Linked DNA regions of Gossypium hirsutum: region 1 is linked to region 2. Evidence: chromatin contacts called from public Hi-C data. All regions are on one chromosome and are shown on one strand. The core of a region is the stretch at or near the end of the contact, and the rest is flanking DNA. Distances in the headings are between cores, read along the strand shown. Region 1 holds the start of LOC107892131 (serine/threonine-protein kinase STY13). Region 2 holds the start of LOC107892127 (heterogeneous nuclear ribonucleoprotein 1).

What was found. A called contact is a pair of places that touch in the nucleus more often than the background predicts.
Region 1: a contact with region 2 is called in a Hi-C map of petal, with 2.8 times the contacts expected there. The contact joins the promoter of LOC107892131 here to the promoter of LOC107892127 in region 2. A contact is called at or near these places in 2 of 34 Hi-C or Micro-C datasets (leaf and petal).

Annotation. Positions count from the first base shown.
Region 1 is chrA09:10,654,241-10,658,557 of Gossypium_hirsutum_v2.1, forward strand. LOC107892131 (serine/threonine-protein kinase STY13) reads left to right here and starts at 2,908. Exons shown (of 6, transcript XM_016817129.2): 1 at 2,908-3,781; 2 at 3,895-4,027; 3 at 4,150-4,317. The coding sequence starts at 3,651.
Region 2 is chrA09:10,435,735-10,440,200 of Gossypium_hirsutum_v2.1, forward strand. LOC107892127 (heterogeneous nuclear ribonucleoprotein 1) reads left to right here and starts at 2,179. Exons shown (of 6, transcript XM_016817125.2): 1 at 2,179-2,398; 2 at 2,912-2,952; 3 at 3,071-3,234; 4 at 3,359-3,458; 5 at 3,585-3,754; 6 at 4,121-4,466. The coding sequence starts at 2,283.

The sequences.
Region 1 (4,317 bases), core at 1,658-4,157, 220 kb after region 2:
TTGCTTGTAGAATCAACACAATCTCCATGAATGAATCTACAATTACTATCATTCTTATAAAACCCTGTTGCAAAGTATCAACAAGGCTTCAACCCTAACTTAGAACTCAAATCATCAACCCCCAAAAAAGATCGGTTCATATTGGTGCAAGGAAGAGAGACTTTGTTGAGGGGGATCGACTCCTTCAGGAGAAGTCTCCAAACTGTCGTCTTTTGGGTAGTTGATACAGTCCCCAATAATCATAGGCATTGTTCCGGGACCCGAGTTTTGTCTCCCGACTCCACGAAGAGCCTCGAGGGTTCACAGAGTAAGGCCTTGATTGGTGAAGAGAGTACGTACATGAAGGATGTGTAGATAACTAATCGATGAAGCGCACGCGATGTGGATCAAACCACCAACCAAGGCATAATCACATCGCGTGTGCTTCATCGATTAATTATCTACGTGTCCTTCATTTACATACTCTCTCCACCAATCGAGGCTCTCCCACTCCATGAACCCTCGAGGCCCTTTGCAGAGTTGGGAGACAAAACTTGGTCCCATAGATTTTGCCAACTTATCCTTGAATTTTTTTTATCTTTATTATTTTTTGAACTTGGATTTTTCCATGTAATATAGTTTTTTTTTTAAATTTCATTAAAAGATGAACAAATGTACAATTTTTTTTAAAATAATTACATATATTATATATACTTGTAATATAGTTGAAGAAAATTACCAAGCTTATGGACTAAATGTTGTTTTATTTCTAATTTTTTTTATTAGTATAGATGTCATTGAGTTAAATGATATAAATTTAATCATTGAATTTATCAAAAACTTTTCACTCCTTAAAAACAATCTATGAAATAATAATATATACAAGTAATTATATTATTTAAAATTTTATGTATTATATTTTATAGAAAAAATCATCCACCTTATATAAAAAACTTACCACCTTATTAAAAAAACCCTTAAAAATTATTGTTAGAAACTTAATTGAAACTTGCAAGAACAAGGAAGCAGTGTTACAAGTAGTGCCAAATGGGAGTGTCACTGTGATAGAAAATAAAAAAGAATCAAAAAAAAATGTTTACACAATTTAATTCCCCTATGTTTGTGAGGCCTAGTCCATATAGATAGTCCATAAGTAATTTAAATCTTATTACGTATTGATATAGTAATATCACTTTTACACTTAAGATCTAATTACTCTCATCCAATTTTTTCCTTGAAAACTTAGTGTGTAAATTAAGTGACTCATTTGTTCACTTACAAAATACACTCACAATAATGAATTCCTAATGAATAAATTAAATGCTTAGCTTTACACCGTTCTAACTTACACAAGCCTCTAATATGTAAGAGTTTAAGTCATTGCTCAACTAATTTTATTAAAAAAATTGTCAAACTTCAAATAAGGCAAATTATATGACTTGCGTAGTGTCAAGAGTAATGGGCACTACTTGTGATAATACGTGAAGCACCTATTTAAAGCAAAAATACAACTTCATAAAGTAACTTTCAATTCAACTTGATCTACTCGAATCTTATCAAATCAAATATCCTTAATGCAATGACACAAAAAGATTGAGATAAATCTTCGTAAAGTTAACTAATATATTATTGGATTACATATCCCAATATATAAAGTAATCAGATCACATTAAAATACTTGAAACATAGTCTTGTTTTGTCCAACCCCTTCTCCAACTATACTATTGCACAAAATCTTCAAAAATATACTTTGATCAAACATGCTAACAAATGAAAAAGATTTATAATATTATTGAAAATTTATCTTAGTTAATTGGATTTGGATGGGGTAGTTGTTCTTTTCAATCATAATACAAGCTTCCAATTAAAGTCATGTCCTCCAATCTCTTTTCTTTTATTTAAGCTAAGATTAGGTGAAATATTGAAGTCAAAAAAGTAAATATCACTTTACAATCTAAATAAATCTTTTCACCTTTCTTAACTTAACATCCTTTTTTACTATTCATCACGCACTTTCCATGTAGATTTGTTTAAATATTTTTTTTATTTCAGTTAAAATATACTATAAATTCTTATATTCTTCGTAAAATTTAACATTTTTATTTTTCATATTTTAAAATTTAGATTTAATTGTTAATAAAAAAGTAATTATTTTAATAATTGAATTTCTATTTTTAAATTTAAAAAATTTGATTAAATTCTAAATATTTTTATATTATAAAAACCTGGAATATATTTGAATTTTTTTATATTTAATAATTAGGGAAAGCGATAACATTATAAAAATTAGAGAAATAGAGGAGCTGAACCCGGTAATCATTCAACAAATTGGAATTTGACACGTTACCACAGTAAGGGTAAATGAGGAAAGTCAAGGGAAACAGTACGATCAAATAAGGACGTGCCAGCTAATTATTGCATGACTTAGTCAAAGGTCAATATGTCGGTGAGAATTATTATAAAGGAAGTCAACGGTCTTATGTATCATTAATTAAAGTTAATTAATCACCGAAGGACGTAATAAAATATAAATTTAATAAGGTAGGCTTTATTGCGAATTTTTTTATGCTACATTTCAATTTTTTTTTCTAAGGAATTATGAAAATTTATTTAGCTAAATCTTATTAGGATTTTTTTGCCACCTTATCCTACAACAATTTTTAAAAAATATCAAATTTAAAAATATATATATTCTACCAACACATGAAATGCATCAATTAATTAAATAAATAATATTATAAAATAATAAATTGATTAATTTAGAAAAAAAATATAATGTGAATACAACTAAAAGTATGATTAATAAACACACAATAATAATATTATTATTAAATAATAAATTAATTTATTATATTGACGTTTTTAAGTGAATAATAACATGAAACATGTCATTAAATAAAACAAAAAATTGTGATATTATTATTATTGAAAGAAAAAGACAATGAGAAAGGAAGAAAGAAACAATAAAATCACTGTTGTTTCTGACAAAGATTCACCAAGAAAAAACACAGGAAACCAAAGAAAATAAAAATTCTTTTTCAACTTTTTTATTTTCTTTTTTCTTATAAAGAATATAAGAAGAAAAAGAGTATCCATTACAATGTACCGTGTGGAGAACAACCATCTTTGTCTTTCTCAAAAACCAGTAACCACTTCCCATCCACCATATTTCATTAGCAAAACTCCCTTCACAATCAATCCTCCCCCATTAAATGCTTCTTCCTTTTTCCCTTTATATATTTCTATTGCTTACTAACCTCACTTTCCCATTATTTTCTTTTAAAAAATTTTCTTGTGTCAGAGCTTGCTGGTTGCTTCATTACAGAAGGGTCTTTGTGCTTTTTTTTTTCTTTTCTTTTAATTAATTTGTTTTTGTTGGTGGAAAAACATGTGGGTCTTTATTCTTTGCTTCCCATTAAAGAGCAGTTCTTGATGGTTTTTTGGATCTGTAATCCGTGATTTTTGGGTATGGGTTTATGTTTTTAAAACTGGGGGGAAAAACAGTCCAGAACTTTGTATATACTTTAATGTAGGCAAAGGCATGTCTTTGGTGACTTCCATTTTTTTTTCACCTATGAAAAGTTGTGGTTTTTAAAACCTTTTTTTCTGTTTACTTCAAATGTGGGATTTTTCGATTAAATTCATGTTTTGAGAAAGGTGGTTTCCTAAAGATGGGATCTAAAAATGGGTTTTTTTCAACTCAAGATTTCAGTATAGATGCTAAGTGGTTGATTGATCCTCGGCAGCTTTTTGTTGGTCCCAAGATTGGAGAAGGTGCTCATGCTAAGGTTTATGAAGGAAAGTAAGTCTAAAAATTCTAATTAATTGAATTCAATTCAAGCTACTCCTTTTGGACCTCAATTTAGCTCTCTCTCTTTTTCTAAGTGTACTTTTTAATCCATTGGATGCATTTAGATATAAAAATCAGACAGTTGCCATTAAAGTTGTTAGAAGAGGCGAAACCCCTGAAGAGATTGCAAGAAGAGAAGGAAGGTTTGCTAGGGAAGTTGCTATGTTATCCAGAGTTCAACATAAAAATCTAGTGAAGGTTACTTTGAATAAATTATATATATATGATACCATTGATTCTTGTTGCTTAGTTTTGTTATGTTCCTTGTATTTGTTCATATGAATACCTGTAAATCATGAAGTTTTATCATGTTTGTGTAGTTTATTGGAGCTTGCAAGGAACCTATCATGGTGATTGTAACCGAGCTTCTACTAGGTGGTACGTTGCGTAAATACCTTCTAAATATGCGGCCAAAGTGTTTGGACATGCGTGTTGTGATTGGATTTGCACTCGATATTGCTCGTGCAATGGAATGCTTACACTCTCAT
Region 2 (4,466 bases), core at 929-3,428:
CCATAGCCTAGTTATGGTCTTACACATTGTTCCTCATGATTAATGTCTTGGTAGACTACCCCGTATTTATTGTCCTGGCCAACTAAGTATGGTTTTAAACCTATAACCCCATGTTTAACATACTGACGAACTCTATTGGTCGCCATAGCCGAGCTATGGTCTTACAACTTATACATCTTTTGAGGTGTCACCCCGTAGGACCTTACCGCCATCACAGTGTCACCCCATAAAGTCTGTTGATCTTCATTACGGTGTTGCTCTATGAAACTTAATGATTATTGTCATGGTGTCATTTTAGTGAACCAATCGATACCATTTTGTTTCATATTTAACCTTGATTCTCGAACATCACATTGCCCCCTCCGTAAGGTTCGGAGCTTCGCACATCACGGATTGCACCCAGTAATACTGGATTACAAAGTCTAGTGGAATCTTATTCCCTTATCCATTTTCCCATTCCTCCATTTCGCCACTTGACGCTCGAGCATCGTAGTGTCCCATTTCCAAGGCTTAGAGCTTTGCACATCATGGTTTGCACCCAACAATAATCAATTGCGAAATTTGACAAAAACTCCCTTCCCCAAACCTAACTTCGTCTAACTCGTCAGCAATCTCCCCTCCAAACTCCACCGTTAAAAACATGCAATTCATCAGACTAGTGACTATCACATACATTGCATCATGTATCTATTTATTAAGTTGCAACCATATAACACTCAACCATATACTTGCAAACCCATGCATGAACAACTTACTTAACTTCTATATTCATACTTGGCCATAGTTTAGAATACAACTCAAAACAGCCATAAATATGGTTTAAGCAAACAACACAACATCAATAATCACCCAAAAGTCAAGTGTAGAGACTCACATTGCTTCCTTGACAGCTTAGCTTGTCCAAACGCCATAGCCTCATTTGTCCTAACAACTAAGCATAACAACCATTCATTGGTTAACTCAAAGGTATTCAAATATTAAAAACCCAGAATCCATACTTATACAAAAACTTTTCAAGAATTCTTACTTTACTTCTTCCTTTAATCCACGAGTACAGAGAGGTAAGGAAACTTACCAGTTCCCCAATTTCTCTACTTCCAAACTTCAATTCATACAGCGACTACAACATGTAAAGCTTCCTTCAACTATATCTTCTTCTTTTTTGGAGCGACCGAAAAAGACTGTGCTACAAAAAGAAAAATAGGTAAACAGAATTGAAAATAATTTTGTCTTCTACACACACACCCCCTATATATACATATATATAACCAAAGTTGGCACGGTCTCCTTAGTCCTTTATAGCCAATCACCACTAATCATTTTGTCTCCCACTATGGAACCAGTCGATTCCAAGCTACCTAAACCAAAATTGAAATCCAATTATTCTCAACCAGCCACTTAAGTTTCTAAATATCTCAATAAGACCCGTCGAATTTTGCTTCTTTATAGTTATCTCCCCTACTCTTCTTTAAATTCAGATCCTCAGGAGAATCGAGTATGACAAGAAATTTAGGTGTGTGGAAGAATGACTAGTTAAACTGTATGGTTCTTCATATCACCCAGTACCCGAAATCCTGCATTTGTGAGAATTATTTATGAAATATATTTTTAATTATTAATTAAAGAAGTTATTAATTAAAAATATTTTTAACATAATGATATATAATATATACTTTTATTATATAATTACATATTTATTAATTATTAATTAAAAAATTTAAGAAAAATTTAAAACAACGTGAAATAAAAAATATAAATATGAGTAGGTGAAGAATTAAACTTGAGATTTAAGAACAAAACTACTAACATTTAATCATCTGACCAAAGAAGCTAATATGTTAAGTTAGTAAAAAAATGTGTTTTGTAAAATACGTATTCAAACAAATCAACAAAAAATACTTTCTGCAGGAGACATTTTTTGTTTCTCTTAAAAATCGACCTAAAATCCTAAATATTATTGAAAACCGACGTATACATCAAATTTACCATTAGGTCTCCACCCATCAAAGTTGTATTATGTAGTTAAATTAATAAATGTATTTTATGTAAAAAGAAAATTACCATAAATTTGTCCCAAAACCAAATAAAGAACTTTCTTTAACATAATAACCTTGCTTTGTTTAGCCAAATAATAACTGTCGGTGGTTTCTATTTCAGGGTTTTTTATTTTAACTTCAAAAAGGTTTCAAAACTTTGAAACTACAATACATAACATCACATTTTTAGGGTTAAGCTTTCTTTCTTCCTTTCTTTCCCTTTAACATATTCCCCCACTCCGCCAAATGGACCCTCGAGGCGGTGATGCCATCCCCGACGGCGAAACCAACGATTTTAGATCCTCCGACCATCCCGATGATGACAAGTCTCACCCTCACACCGGGGATGGAGCTAGTCCTGGGTATTTCTCTTTTCCTTTCTTTTCTTATTTGTTTCTTGAGAAACCGAAGGAAAGTCTTGAAATTTCTATTGCCCATCACTTATTCACATGTAAGAACGTGGATTGACTGAAAACTAGATTGACCTTTTTTTATTTATTTTTATATATACGCATTCTTTAGATTTACTATGTTTCCTCAGACAATGATAGAAAAAAGTAAATCTAAAGCTTGAGCGTTTTCCTTTACCTTTTAGTTAATGACTTGAAAAAAAATATGTAAATTAAGTTGGATAGAAATACCCATTTCCTTTTTTCCCCCAATTTTTCGTGGAAAGTCTGGTTTTGTATTTTAAAATAATAACGATAATGGAATAAGAGGAATTAGGGTTTTAAATTTTTTTTTTGGCTTTAGACTTACTTTTTTGATAGGATTATTTTGATGTATTTAGGTATTTGTTTCTTTGAAAGGTCGGTTTTAGTATGAATACTTTGGAAGTGATTTATGATTTATATTCAATATTTGGAAATTTGCAGCAAAATTTTTGTAGGAGGTTTAGCGAGAGAGACAAGTTCTGGTTAGTTCTTTAGCTTGTTTGTTAGAGATTTTTTTCTCTTAATCTTGTTGAATATTATAGCACAAATTGCGCCGCTCGTCGTCCGTACCGATTCGGTTGTTTTATATATTTTATGCAGCACAATTTATTGAGCATTTCGGTAAATATGGTGAAATTACGGATTCTGTGATAATGAAGGACCGGAAAACGGGACAGCCTCGTGGGTTTGGGTTTGTGACTTATGCTGAGCCTTCTGTAGTTGATAAAGTCATCGAGGAGACTCATATTATTAATGGGAAACAAGTAAGAATTAGCTTTAGTCTCAATGTTAATTTGATTGTTATGTTTCCTTATTGTAGTCTGGTGGATGCAGCTTTGTTTTTGACTTGAGGTACTGTTCTTTGTCTCGATATTTTTGGCCTATTAGGTGGAGATTAAGAGAACAATACCAAAGGGTGCTGCTGGAAGTAAGGATTTCAAGACTAGGAAGATTTTTGTAGGTGGAATTCCTTCAACCGTATCCGAAGGTGATACCATTCTTTTTCTGCCTTTAATGTGTATGACATTGAAGCTCGAGGCCGTCTAACCGATGTGGTCTTGATTCATCTTTGATTTTTGTTGCAAGTGTTAATCTATTTGGTGCAAATTGACAGATGAGTTCAAGGACTTCTTTACACAATATGGAGTAGTCCGCGAACACCAAATCATGCGGGATCATGCTACCAATCGTTCTCGTGGTTTTGGGTTCATCACTTTTGAAACTGAGCAAGCAGTTGATGATCTTTTGGAGAAGGGAAACAAGATTGAGTTTGCCGGTGCACAGGTATGTGCATTGCCCATTAAATTGATTAGATTTATGTATATTTTCTTCTTACAATTATTGACCATCAATCAAATAAGTCTCTACTTGTTGATAATTATTAACATGCAAAGTCCTTGTCATGAAGGTGTTTTTTGTGAAATATTGATCAAACCGTTTTTTGTGGGCTATTGTTTTTTTTTTCCCCTCTGTGCTGTTGCCAAGTGATAGCATTTCCTTGTGCTTGTACCGTTTTGCTTTGATGTCTAGTTTTAGACCCTAAAGAAATGCTTCTTAAGATTCCATTATATTAGCAATAATTCTTTTTATATTTGCAGTTTTATGAGTAAACCCTAAAATGAGTGTCATGATGTATCCCTTTACTTGTAGGTGGAGATAAAAAGGGCAGAGCCGAAGAAACCAAATCCTCCCCCACCTCCATCCAAACGATATAATGATTCTAGGACTGCATATGGTGGCGGATTCGGAGATGGTTATGGTAGATATGGAGGTGGTGGATTTGGTGGTGGTTATAATAGATCAAGTGGTGCTTATGGGGGTCGAGCTGGTGGTTATGGGGCATATGGGGGTGGTGAGTTTGGCAGTTATGGAGGTTATGGTGGTGGTGGCAGTGGTGGTATGGGGCCATACAGAGGAGAGCCGTCTCTTGGATACTCGGGTCGCTATGGAGGAAATTTCAACAGAGGGTATGACATGGGAAGTGGCTACGGAGGCC